Linked DNA regions of Sus scrofa: region 1 is linked to region 2. A link is a contact called in public HiChIP or PLAC-seq data. All regions are on one chromosome and are shown on one strand. The core of a region is the stretch at or near the end of the contact, and the rest is flanking DNA. Distances in the headings are between cores, read along the strand shown. Region 1 overlaps LOC102166622. Region 2 has its middle 40 kb from the start of FOXO6.

What was found. HiChIP or PLAC-seq counts read pairs in DNA pulled down with a chosen protein or histone mark.
Region 1: a contact with region 2 is called in an H3K27ac HiChIP or PLAC-seq map of skeletal muscle. The contact joins two enhancer-like sites. A contact is called at or near these places in 2 of 47 Hi-C or Micro-C datasets (epiblast stem cells and fibroblasts) and 1 of 2 datasets of contacts at active chromatin or transcription factors (skeletal muscle).

The regions. Positions count from the first base shown.
Region 1 is chr6:169,948,682-169,955,669 of Sscrofa11.1, forward strand. All of the region lies in intron 2 of LOC102166622, which reads right to left. Among named protein-coding and RNA genes, the nearest start is that of SCMH1, 48 kb to the right of the region's middle. Within about 2 kb of position 5,455, at least 7 of the 83 cell types and tissues checked have an H3K27ac peak or open chromatin away from gene starts, as enhancers often do. A contact at or near this core is called in skeletal muscle, where this site is marked.
Region 2 is chr6:169,836,805-169,843,076 of Sscrofa11.1, forward strand. No RefSeq gene overlaps it. Among named protein-coding and RNA genes, the nearest start is that of FOXO6, 40 kb to the right of the region's middle. Within about 2 kb of position 1,562, at least 16 of the 83 cell types and tissues checked have an H3K27ac peak or open chromatin away from gene starts, as enhancers often do. A contact at or near this core is called in skeletal muscle, where this site is marked.

The DNA of each region.
Region 1 (6,988 bases), core at 4,205-6,704, 120 kb after region 2:
CAGTTCCGTCAGGGAAGGACAATCTTTTCGACAAATCATGCTGGGAAGACTAGACATCCGCACGCAAGAGAACGAAGGGGAGCCCTTGCCTAAAATCATCGACAAAAATTAACTCAATATGGGTCGAAGGCCCAAATATAAGACCTAAAGCTCTAAAACTCTTAGAAGACATAAGGCAACGTTTCATGACCCTCATTTTTTTAGATACGACACCAAGGGCCCAGGCGAATCAGGAGCACAGATAAATTGACTTCACAAACATTTTAACATTTTTTACATCTAAAGGCAATGATAATATGGAGTTTCCTGGTGGCTCAGCGAGTTAAGGATCCAGCACTGTCACTGCTGTGACGCAGGTCGCTGCTGTAGCATGGGTTCAATCCCTGGCTTGAGAACTCCCACATGCCATAGCTGTGGCCAGAAAAAGGAGACAACGTCAAAAGAGTAAAAAGGTAGCCCATAGAGGAGGACAAAATACTTGCAAACCATATATCTGATAAGGGATTGACATCTAGAATATGCAGAGAACTCCTAAAACTCAACAACAGAAAAACGAGCACCTCAATTCAAAAGTGGACAAAGGATTTGAATAGGCATTTCTCTAAAGAATATAGACAGATGGCCAATAAGCACTTGAAAAGATGCTCAACATCACAAATCATTGGGGAAAAAATGCAAATCAAAACTACAATGAGATACCTCCTCACACCCTTTAGTATGGCTACTATTAAAAAAACAACCACCCAGAAAATGACAAGTGTCGGCAAGAATGCAGATCAACTGGAAGCCCTGTTGCTACTGATGGAAACGGGGGGTCGCCTCTGCGGAAACACAAGGTAGTTCCTCAAAAACGAAAACTAGAATTACCATGTGATTCAGCAATTCCACTTCTGGGTATGCATCCAAAAGAATGAAAAACAAGACCTCAGAAGACATGTGCACACTCACGTTCACAGCAGCATTGTTCACAAGAGCTAAGATGTGGGCAGCAAGCCAAGTATCCACCGACCAATGGGTTAGCAAAATGTGGTAAATACCTAAGATAAAATATTCTTCAGCCTTATAAAGAAAGTCCGATGCAGGCTGCAACATGGATAAACCTTGAGGATATTATGCGAAGTGAAATAGGTCAGTCACAAAATGACAAATGTTTTGTTTGTTTGTTTTTTGTCTTTTTAGGGCCACACCTGCAGCATATGGAGGTTCCCAGGCTGGGGATCTAATCGGGGCTGTAGCCGCCGGCCTACGCCACAGCCGCAGCAACGTGGGAGCTGAGCTGCATCTTTGACCTACACCACAGCTCACAGCAACGCCGGATCCTTAACCACTGAGCGAGGCCAGGGATCGAACCCGCAACCTCATGGGTCCTCGTCGGATTTGTTTCCACTGCACCACGACAGGAACTCCACGAAATGGCACATACATGACTCCACTTCTGTGAGGTCCTTAGGTGAGTCAAAATGACGAAGACAGAGAGTAGGATGGCAGCTGCCGGAGGGGTGAGAGGAAATGTGCTGCCGTTTGGCAGGCGCAGAGTTTCGGTTTCACAGGATGGAAAGGATTCTGGGATGGATGCAGGTGACGGCTGCACAGTGACGGGAACGCTCTTAAAATGACTAAGGTGTGACTTTCATGCTACGCGCGTTTTACCGTAACTTAAAAATTGGGAAAAGAACGTTAAAAAAAATACCGACCAGGGTGTCTGCCACTGACAGTGACATAAGGAAGGGGGCTCCCCTGACACCCTTGGCGAGGAGGATGCAAACGCCTCAGTGTTTCTGGAGGCCAGCGAGCCCCTGCGCCCGTGGCGGCAGCCAATGTGTGCAGCCCTGTGACATGGCAGGCATCATTCTAAGTGCTTTGCATGTCATAACTAATTAATCCAAAAAGTAATCCTGCCCAGTAAATCCTACCGTTATGCCCATTTTACAGATGAGGCAACTGAAGCCCGGAGAGGCTAAGAAATTTGCTCAAGGTCCCTCTGCGAGGAAATGGCAAAAGGGGCACTGAGTCTTGGGCATCTAGCGCTACGATGCTGTATTAGACCAAGAGTGTTCGCTGTGCAAAGCCTTTGTCCTAGAAATTCCACTCAGGGGAACCGATGGCAAGGAGTTAATTAGACAAGGGCTCCGGGAGGTGTATACACACATGAGGCTCTCTCTGCCAAACATATCAGAGGAAAAGTGGGAGCAGTACAAACATCCATCAGCTGGAGATCCCTTGACTAGATTATGTTCCCTCCATAAAACAGAATGCTACGCGACCGTTAAAAGTATGATGTGTATTTATACTCCCTGATACAGAAAGATTTCGACAACATATTGCTGCGTGGAAAAGCAGGTTGCAAAACAGCATGCGTGGTAGAATCCCATTTAGGTAAAATTATATATATATCACTCAAGATCTGAGAGGGTGCTCACCAAAACGCTAAAGGTTATTATCTTGAGATGGCTGGGATTTCAGGAATTTTTATTTTCTCCTTTCTTCCTTTCTTGCGGTGTTTGGATTTTATACAGTGAGCATATATTATCCTTGTAAACAGAAAAAGCAATTTAAAAAAATGAGCCTCCTGGAAGTGGCGTCTCCTTATTTGTATCTCTCCACACTTTGTTCAGCCAACCTGTAAGGAGGACCCACTAGCTGTCAGGACCAGGACTGGGAGAAAAAAAAGCAATGGACACTTGGAGAGCGTCAGGGGCAGAGACAAGGCCACAGTGGGAAGCGGGGGGAGAGACGCATACCCTCTGCGGGACCAGACAGAAACTGGCCGGAAGCCGAAAGGCGCGGAGAAGAGGGCCAGGGAGGAGGGAAGATGAGGAGGTGCAGGCCCAGGTACTTGGTATGGGCGCCACGTCTCCCTCCCAGGTTGGCTAATGCCGTCCTGTTAATGAAGTGAGTGATTAATAGCCAAGGGGATAGAGAGCGGGTATATGAGATTAATCCCAGTTAATGAATCCATTGTTAACGGCATTAAGTAGCAACGGGGGGCGTGGGGGGGGCAGGCTTCTCTCAGCACATCCAGGCCTGGGCGGGCTCGGCAGCCACCCGAGAGGTGAGATGGGCGCGCGGAGAGAAGGCCAGGCGGGCACGGGTGACGCGGGTGCTTTCTGCCCGCTGTTTTGCGCGGGTCCCCACGCGGCCTTCGCCAGGCAGCGTGGCCATGCCCACGGCCTGGGCATGTATCCACCTGATTCCAGGCCAGGCTCTGGCTACCGGCCACACCGGGAAGCCGGGTGACAAGGTCCTGGGAGTGGGCTGGAGGGTGAGACGCGGTCGCCAGTCATGGGAACCAGAAGGAGGTGAAGGTGGACGAGGAGCTCCCCAAGAACCAGGGCAGGAAGGGCCCTCGGCGGTCACCGGGGACTCATAGCAAGTGGACAGTGGGAGTGCTCGGAGGAGGCCTTTGGGCCCCGCCTCTCAGGGCTGCCCAGGGGCGTGAAAGCAGGGAAGTCTGTCTCCCAGGCTACCTCTGCCCTGGGTCCAGCTGGGCGCCTGAAGCCATCTAAGTGGAGAGCCCGGCTCACTCCTGCTTGTCACAGTGCGTCCGCCGGGGGAGGGGGAGGTACCATTTCCGGAACGCCAGCTTGGCCGGGCTCAACGCTGGAAGCTGGGGACGTGCTGATGTGTTCGACCCTCACGATAATCCTGAGCCACAGGTACTATCGCTCCCGTTTTCTAGAAACGGATGCCATCGTGGCTGAAGCCACACGGCAGGTTAGGGTAGAGCCTGCACCCGACATCAGCTCTCCCTGGCTGCGAAAGCGGTGCTCTGGCTGCCCGCTCGACGTCTGCCTCCCTAGACAGCAGCCCTCCAAGGGCGCTCCTCCCGCCAGCAGCCGCATCACCAGCAACCCGAGAGACACGCGGTTCTTAGGCGTCACCCCAGACGGACTGGGGGCGGGCCAGCGCCTCTGAACAAAGCTGGCTGGTTCCAAGAGCCAGGGCCCTGAGGCGCACGCCCCACGTGGGCCACGGAGAAGCCCTTCCAGGGTGACGCCAGCAGAGCCTTCTGAGTCCTCCTGCTGAAGCACGGGGGGACCCCTGCTCCCCTCTGCCTCCGCGCTCTCTCCAGGCGATCGCATCCCCTCCCCGGCGTTAGACGTCTCTGTGCTGATAACGTCCCCATTCATAGCTTCAGTCTGGTCACCCCCCCGAAGCCCCTCTCATACATCCAGAGCCTCCCGGACATCTCCGTGTCCCAAGGCGTCTCAAAATGAGAGTGAATCCCCACTGTCCCCAAGCCTGCGCGTCCCCACCTCACTGAATGGCAGGATACTGACCCAGGGGCTCCGGCCCAGAGTCTGGGCGTCAACCTTCGCTCACCTCTTCATCCCACAGCCCACGTCCATCCCAGCCGGAACCCTGATGGTTCTCCTTAAAAATACAGTTCACATCTGGCTGCTGTTGATCACCTCCACACATCAGCCCCCTCCTCTTCTCACCTGGATCCTGTCTCTCCCACGGACACTCAGTGGCCAGAGGGGTCCTCTGAAACCATGCACCTGAGATGGTGTCACGTTCCAGGTCCACCCCCTCCAGCGATTTCCAACACACGCAGAAGGGGAGCCACCGTTCTTGCCTGACCTCCAAAGCCCAGGACAGCCTCATTTCTCTTCAACCTCCTCCTCTCTCACTGCACCTGCCCATCAGGCAACCATCCCACCAGCCTTCGCCCCCGCCCCACCAGAGCAGCCTTGCTCCCACCGCAGGGCCTCCGCTCAGCATGTTCACCCACTGGCTTCATTCCAGCCTCTGCTCCAAAGCGGGAGTGGCCCGAGGTTTCCTCAGCTTTGTTTTCTGCACGGCATTTTCAGTATCATCGGACACGAGGTCACAGACTGATTTGTTCTAATGCCTATCTCCCGCCAGGCGGTAAGCGCCATGGGGACAGCGACTTTTCCTCTACTCAGCAACTGGGACGGGGTCTGCCCTGGGAGCGGCCCCACTAGCACTGAATGAATGGATTCCTCAGAACCTCTGCTTCCTCGTCTGTAAGAACAGGTGTCCGCAACGCACGCAGCCCTGTGAAGACTGAACACACGCGGTAACCTGCATAGGTCGCAGCCGGCAGGATGCAGGTCCTTGAGACCCCCGTCACCTCGGGGCTCCCCTTCCTTCCCTCGCTGAGGAATCCACGCTGGCTCCAGGTTTCCTGCCCTCGTAAGTGGGAGCGTCGACTGAGCTGCACTGGTTTAAGGGTCGACCAGGGTTTGCCAGGAGCCTGACTACCACCGGGTCTGCCCTCCCACGGTCTCCCGGAAGAAATCTCTCCTATCGGTAGGAGGCCTCACAGTTTCCCTCCGCCTGCATCCAACAGGCTTCCCCACTGACCACTGAGGCTCGGACACAGGCGGCGGGAGTGATGTACCCACGACGGGAGCTGCAGGGCGCGGCCGAGCGGCCCGGGCTCCTCGTCATATGAGGACAGCTCCCCTGCTCTTTCTCCGGTTTCAGGAGGCCTCTCCCCCGAGCACCTGCCCTCACTGCTGACCTTTCAGCTGTGCCCGGACTGCCCTCCCCTCTGCGGCTCTGCTCGGAAATCCGGCTCACCTTCTCCTGGAAGCCCTCCTGACTTTCCCCCCTCCTGTGAGCTGCTCCGGGACGGAATTCTGTGCTCCGAGGGCCTCCTGCAAGGGCAGCGTCTCTCTTCAACTCTCGCAGCAGTGGCACATTATTTTTAAATTACATTTGCCATACTGGCAAACAGATCAGAGAGATAAGAAGTCGGAGTTCCCCTTGGGGCTCAGTGGTGACGAATGGGACTCGTATCCATGAAGATTCGGGTTCGATCCCTGACCTCGCTCGCTCAGTGGGTTAAGATCCTGTGTTGCCTCGAGTGCTGCGGTCTAAGTTGCAGATACTGCTCGGATCCCACGTTGCCGTGGCTGTGGTATGGGCCGGCAGCTGCAGCCCCACGTTGACCCCCCAGCCTGGGAACTTGCCTTTGCTGAGCGTGCAGCCCTCAAAAGAAAAGAAGGACGGGGAGGCGGGGGTGGGGGGGAGGAGAAGTCAAACTCCCCCTCACTGCCCCCTCCCCAGCCCCAGCCCTCCTCGAAGGAACCACGGCCAGCAGTCTGACCTCTGAAGCCCTTCCAGGCGTTTACACATCAACACTTGGTCACGCGCCAACAACAGGGCGTAATCGGTGGGATCACCACACACCTATTGTTCGACTTGATTCCTCTGACTTGGCAACCTGACGGGCGATTGTGCCACGTCAGCCCTCGCGGACTCCCTTCCGAGGGCTGGAAGACCGGACGCACCGTGATTTACTCCACCACCTCTCTGTGGATGGACCGCGGGGTTGTTGCCGATTTTTTGCTGCTGGAGAGCCCCTGCCCCAGCAGCCCCGTGTGCACCTCCCCGAGCCCACGTGCGTTTCTGTGGGAGGGAGGACGAGGATGGAGTTGCAAGGGACAGGCCACCCCTTGGACGAGGCTGGGCCAATCCAAACTCCACAGGGGCCCACTCTGACCCACACTCTGAATTCACACAGCACTTCCGCGAGCACTGCTTTAAATGCTGCTCACAAGAGCCCCGGGAGCTGGTACCGTTAGGACCGTTTTATAAGCAAAGACTGGAACTCAGCCCCAGCCTGTCACTCTCCGGAGCTCGTGCTCCGTCTTGTGCAGACAGGACAGGTCCCCAGGCCTGGGGGCAGGTGAGCACTTCGGGCATCCCCGTGGGGTCGGGAGCACCAGAGAGGCACCAGGGACACAGGGTGGGGAGCGGAGAGGTGAGGCACGTGGTGGGGGCTCAGATGCCCAGGAGGGGCTTTCTTCCCACTCCCTCCACGGCTCGGCTCGGAGGAGCCTGGGCTCAGGCTGAGAAGCAGGGCTGCTACGTTGCCATGGCAACGGAGGGCTCCTCTCTCCCTCGCAGCAGGAATCACGGCGGCTGGGGGGGGTGGGGGCGGGAGGAGGATGTTTCCCCAGCAGCACCGAGGGCTGGGGCGCGAGGCTGGTCACCGCTCCCCTCCCCTCCCGCC
Region 2 (6,272 bases), core at 312-2,811:
TGAAGGTAGAAGATGAAATAGCATGTAAAGGAGCATGCTTTTCTTACAAGGTCAAGGGAAGATGAGATGAGAGAAGGCCCGTAAATAGCTGCCACAGAGCCCGGCGCAGGGTACGAGCTGAATAACGTCATAAGTGCTTTCATCACTGCTGCAGACTAGCTGTGTGAGGGGCGGATTCGAGAACGCCCCTGAACTTTCCAGTGCCTGCAGAGGACACTTTCAACACAGGGGCCCTTAATCGGTGACCCCGCCTCTACCCAGGGCAACTGTAATAGAAACTTTACTCGCTGCTCACCTGCGGTGTGCCAGGCACTCTGTGGGTAGCTTGCTTCCATTTTCTCACTTTTTGAGCATGATGAGCAATAATCTGAGAGAGTGTATCAGTTAGCGTTTGCTGCATAATAAATCACCCCAACATTCCTGGCTTAAAACAACAACCACTCGTGAAGTCCAGGATTCTGTGCTTGGGAAAGTTCCGCTGGGCAGTTCCGGTCTTGGCTGGGTTCACTTAGGCATCTGCAGCCAGCGGCTAGTTAAGTGGCTCCACTTCTGGGAGGTGCCTGGCTGTCATCTGGGGGATGGGGTGACCGAGCCATGTGTGTCTCTTCGTCCAGCAGGACAGCCTACGTTTTTCCACACAGCAGCGGGGCAGGCTTCCAAGAGAACAGACGAAAGTGTGCAAGACGTCTTGAGGCTCAGGCTCAGAACTGGCACGGGCACTATCTACCACATTCTGTTGGCCAAAGCAGGTCACAAGGCCACACCCAGATGCAAAGGGATGGGGAGGAGCTCTGAAGCTGTATTGCGTGGGGCGCAGTCACGGAGGAGTGGGGAACTGCGACCAATCGCACAGTCTGCCATAGACAGGTGCTGGTGTTACCGCGTGTCACATATGAGAAAACTGAGACTTGGGAGTTCCCGTTGCGGTTCAGAGGTAACAAAGCCAAGAAGCATCCACGAGGATGTGGGTTTGAACCCTGGCCTTGCTCAGTGGATTAAGGGTCTGGCGTTGCCCTGAGCTGTGGTGTAGGTCACAGAGGTGACTCAGCTCTGGCATTGCTGTGGCTGTGGTGTAAGCCAGCAGCTGCAGCTCTGATTCGACCCCTAGCCGGGGAACTTCCATATGCCGCAGGAGTGGCCCTAAAAAGCAAAAAAGAAAAAAAAAAAAAAAAAAAAAAAAGAGACTCAAAGAGTCCTTGTCGATATTATGCAGCTAGTTAAGGGCGACAGCGCCAGGATTTGAACTCGGGACCTCCATGCTCGCCGGCACTGTAACAGTCAAATGCCCTTCTCTCTGGGGAAAGTGGTAGGGCCCTTGCCGGGCCCGATCCGGAACAGTCCCATCTAACAGGCACCAGAGAGCTGGGCTGAGATGAAAGCGGGCCCGGAGCATATAAAAAGTTGAGTTTGAGGCAGGACAGGGCCAGGGGATTCAGACAGAGCCTGTGGCCATGACAAGGATGCCAGCTTTGTGACATGGATGTCAGCCTGCCTCACCAAGCCACAGAACTCAACTGGACAGGCCGGAGCTGACCTTCTTCCAGGCAGAAGGCTTGCCTGGGCCTCCTGCTGGCAGGGGCCTGCGGTGAGCCCGCCGGGCGGGCGGGAGCTGCCTCCGGCATTTGCCCCTGAGTTCCCAGACGGCGGGTGGCGACAGCGTGGGCCGAAAGATCAGAGAGGTGTCACAGGTGAAAGGAAAAAACCTGTCCTCCCCGAGAGCACGCCGAGCTGGGCTCCGCCTGTGCCCAGGGTGAGCAGAGGGGCACGGGGCAGCGATGAGACGGCCCCACCTCCTCACCTCTGCTGTGACCAGCCCCTCCCCCACAGAGATACCAGCGCCAGGAGCACAGCTGTGCCCAGCCAAGCTGCCGGGTGCCAAGCCGGGCCTGGCGGGCTCCCTCTCATCTGTCTCTCTTTAGCAGGAACAAATGGGAATGAGGGAATCAATTAACAAGGCTCCTTAGCCAAACGACTGCTGCTCCCGCCTCCCCCAGCCTGTTAACCCTTGGTTGCCAGGGCTGGGAAGGGCTGCCCTGGCTGGCCCACCACGCTCAGCCCTGGAGCCCCCAGCTGGAGGCCGTGTCTGTGCCAAGGGCTGGTGGCGGCTGCCAAGCCGAGGAACCCGAGCCAGAAACACGGACACCTCCATTCGACCTCGGTGGAATTCGGGGTGCCTCTCAAAGTTGCTCAGGGGCTCTGGCCCGCAGGGCAGGTCTGGGCCTTTCTTTTCTCTCCAGAGACCTGGGGCCCTCTCCTGGGTCAAACACCCCGAGAAGAAGGTTCAGGCCTCACAGTGGCCTTTGAACTGGGAGGGTGGGTCACAGCCAGGCCCCCCTGGGGCCCCGCTCTGGGTCTGGGAAAGGGCTGGGCTTGGGGGACAGGGCAGGATGCCCCAGGCCACCTTCAGAAGCAAATGGTCAGTCTAAGATTCTCTCAGGGGAATTCAGACGGCAACCCTGGGGGCCTGGCTGTCCGGAGTCCAGGGTTCGAGTTCCAGCTCAGCAGCCGACATGGAGTCTGATGACACCGAGTGACTAAACAGTAGGCTCTCTCCACCTCCTCTCACCAAATGTCTTCACTTGCTCTCTGAGGGTCTTCCAGCCCCAGCCCCACCTGCCAGCCACCTCAGCTGGCCGGCTTTGATTGGAGCTGCTGTGGCACACAACCCGGGGACTGTCACACAGAGCCGGATTCACCATCCGCTGTGGCCCTGGCGTCACAGAGAAACCTGGGCATGCGCTCCTGGCCTTTTGCATTCAAAAGACACTCTGCTGAGTTCAGCGCCCCCCAACTTGAATGCGGCTTGCCTGGATCGAGCCACCCGCACCCACGCCCTAGACTACATGAGAGACCCCAAAGGCTAGGAAGGGGGTTGTGAAAGGGACCCGAGAGGGCAGGTCAGCAGGGAGGCCCCCGACCCTGGTGAATGAGCCCTGGGCGCGGCCTCATACATTCGCTTCACAAATGGACAGAGAGTGCCTCCCGGACTCCAGACGCCCTTCTGGGCACAGGGAGCAAGTGGCAAAGGCCTTGGTCTTGGGCAGAGTGAGGGTTAGGACGCGAGGGCCACTCAGGGATGGCCCTCAGCCACGTACCCCCCACTGTCCAGCAGGAGTGAAGCCGTGTGTGCCCTGAGTCTGGCCTCGGCACCCGCCCCCCCAAGTCACCCACTGGACGCAGCCTCCTCCTGCCTGGCTTCTATCCCCCAGGACACTTGTGGGCCCCTGGGTGAAGGTGGGTCCTCGACAAGCGGGGAGGGGGGAGCAGGAAGGAGAGGCCTGGGCTGGCATCTGCCCAGCAAGCCGAGATCACGCTGAAGCCTCCGAGCTATTCCTCCCGGCCCCTCAGCCTGTTTGCCAGTTTCCCTTCTTCTTCTAGAAAGGAATCTGGGCTGCTGCTGAAAATTCCAGAAACTCACCTTGGGCCCAAGTTCAAAATTCTTAAGCCAGGGCTCCAACTGGCCCAGTGTGAATCACGCGTCCAGCGCGGAGCCAATAGGCAGAGCCCAGGAGGCTGGGCGCCGTCAAGGATGGCAGCCCCCATCCCCAAAGCAGCGTTAGCATGGGGGGAATGGCTCCTGAAGACGAAACCACAGGCGTCCACCACACCGGCCTGGGCACGTGCAGGCACACTGAGCCTTACCCTTCTTTGTGGCTGCACCCACAGCCTGTGAAGGTTTCCAGGCCAGGGATCGAACCTGGGCCACAGCAGTGACAATCCTGGATCCTTAACCTGCTGAGCCACCAGGGAACTCCAAGCCTCACTTTTCTGACCTGTAAAATGGAGCTAATAGGAGCGCCAGCCTCACTGGGTTGTTTTGACGATTAAAGGAGGTCGTCCAGATGAGAGTGCTTTGCACGCAGCAGATAGTGAAGAAGTGGGCGTCATTTCCCCGGCCTCAGTCACCCCCTTTCGAAAGTGGGGCGTTGGTCCTGGTTCATCTCCCAGCCCTGATGCCCCGGGATCCCACGGCCCAGAGCCTGCATGACCAGTGACCTCTCAGAGGTTGAGAACCCCTCTGTTCCTCAGGACGGGGACGCTTCCTGCTGCTCTGCCCTTCCCCCGCTTTGCTCTCCGCACCCCAACCCTGCCATCTCTGCCTGGCACCTGCAGGTGCAGGCTGTGCTGAGCCGGACAGCCCGAGTTCAGGTTCCAGTTGTGCCTGTCACTGAAGGTCCGTGGGATCTTGGCCAGGCTCTGCCTCAGTCTGCTCATCTGTCACAATGGGCACTCCCTCAAGGGGCCGCTGCGTATGTGCCGGCTGTGTACCTACCAGCACGGACCCCTCACTGCCACTCCCGCTCCACCTGCTGCTGCACAAATAGCTTGGAAATGAGAGTGAGCTGAGCACTGGGGACAGAGCTGGGCCCCCACGGACTGCCTCCTTGAGCTCCCCGCCCGCCCGCCCCATGGAGGCAGACACACCAACAGGCAATTCCAGTGCAGCACAACCAAGGCCACTCTCCAGGGAAGCGGCAGGGCGGGGAGGGCCCCCAGGAGGGGCCCGACCCTGGGGAGAGAGGCCGAGCCTGCTACCAGGGCGGGTGAAGGCAGGCAGGTGGTACAGGTGGGCTGGGGGAAGGGGGCTCAGGGTGGGGGTCCGAGCAGAGGGGCCAACAGTACAAGAAACCCAACCGCGAGGCTAGACCAGGGGACAGGCTGCTGGGGAGGATCTGGGGGTGGTGGCCGTGCCCCAGGGCACAGTGTGGCACCTCGGGGCCTGCCTCCCACCGGACCGTGTGCCTCAGTATGACCTGGTGGGATTCCCTGGTGGGATCCCCTGAGGCTGAGCGTGTGTGTGTGTGTGTGTGTGTGTGTCTGTGTCTGTGTGTCTGTGTGTGTCTGTGGCTGTGTCGGGGACAGTGCATTTGTGGGTTTGCTTCTGTGGGAGGCTGTGTGTAAGGGTGTAAGATAGTGTGTTTGGAAGGGGGAGGAGCTTGGCATATGCCAGTCTGAGGCGGTGGAGGCTGTGACCGCTGTGGGGGAAGTCGTGTGTGTGCGACTGTGTGTCCAGAAGTGTCCCTAAGCTGTGGACACGTGGCTGGCTGGCTGGGACCAGGAGGGTCTGTAGGTGGTGTGCACATGTATGCAGGATGTGTTGCACGTGTGTCTGCGTGTGTGTAGCATGGGTGTGTGTGTGAGTGTGTCTTTGTGTAGGTGTGTGTGTGTGTGTGTGTCTGTGTGTGTGAGACCCATGTATACTGCTGTCTGTGGAGTCCAGGGTAACGAGAGCTGCTCCTTCCTTTCCCAGCCCCGCCAGAGAAGACGAGCGTGCACACACACACACACACACACACACACACACACACACACACTCGTGGGGCTGGGAGGGTGGCTGCCCGTTGCTGCCACAGCCAGTCAGAACTTGCTAATTTGCATGTTAATGAAGCGCGGGGAGCTCTCCAGCTCAGACTGACAGGAGCCCCCGGCCCCCCATCCTCCCCTGTCGGGCCTGGGAGGGGAGCGGGGAGGGCTGGGAACGCAGAGGAAAGGAGAGGCGGGGAGGCTCTGGGCTGAAGCGTCCCTTCTCTCCCCGATTCTCTCCTCTCCCACCGGGCGCAGGCCCCAGGCCCCACCTCGAGGCTGCCCCCCCCCCCCCCCCGGCCCCCTGCACCCTTCCTCCCAGCCCGGCTTAGGAGGGGGGGGGGCGGAGCCCTGGGGTTACGGCCCAAGAAGGCTGCTCAGGGTCCGGGTGAGGGGAGGCTGGGCTGCCCACCCCGGCCCCTCCGCGGAGCAGCCAGCAAGGCACCCACAGGTACCCGCCCAGGGGGAGAGGCCCGGGGATGGGCATCTGAGAGCAGGTTGGTGCCAACCCAGGCCCTCCCTCCTGCCCCCCCTCCCCACCTGGACAGGCTTCAGACTGGCAAGGGGGGGTTACCGGGAGCTCCTCAGCCTGCACCCCTAGAAAGGGCTCAGCCCGTGCGGGATGAGGGCTCCTGCCCAGGAAAGGAAAGATGGGGACAGGGACAGGGATGAGGACTCTGGATAATATTTGTGGGGAGACAAGTGTCCTCCCCACCCCCACGGCTGTGCCCCAGGGAGCGAAGGCCGGGTGGCCCGTGGCAGGGGGCAATGGGAGACGGGCAGCGTGGATCAACAGGTCGGTTCGGTGGTGGGGCTGTCGCCTGCTCAGTCCTTCCCCTTCCCGTGCCTCGCCCCTCCCATCCCCCACTCCCCTCCCTCCTTCCTTCATCAGCCACATCCCACGGGAGGCCGGGCTCTCTGGGGAGCCCTCCGCAGCCGGCTCCTAAAAACACTGTCTGGTTTTGTCT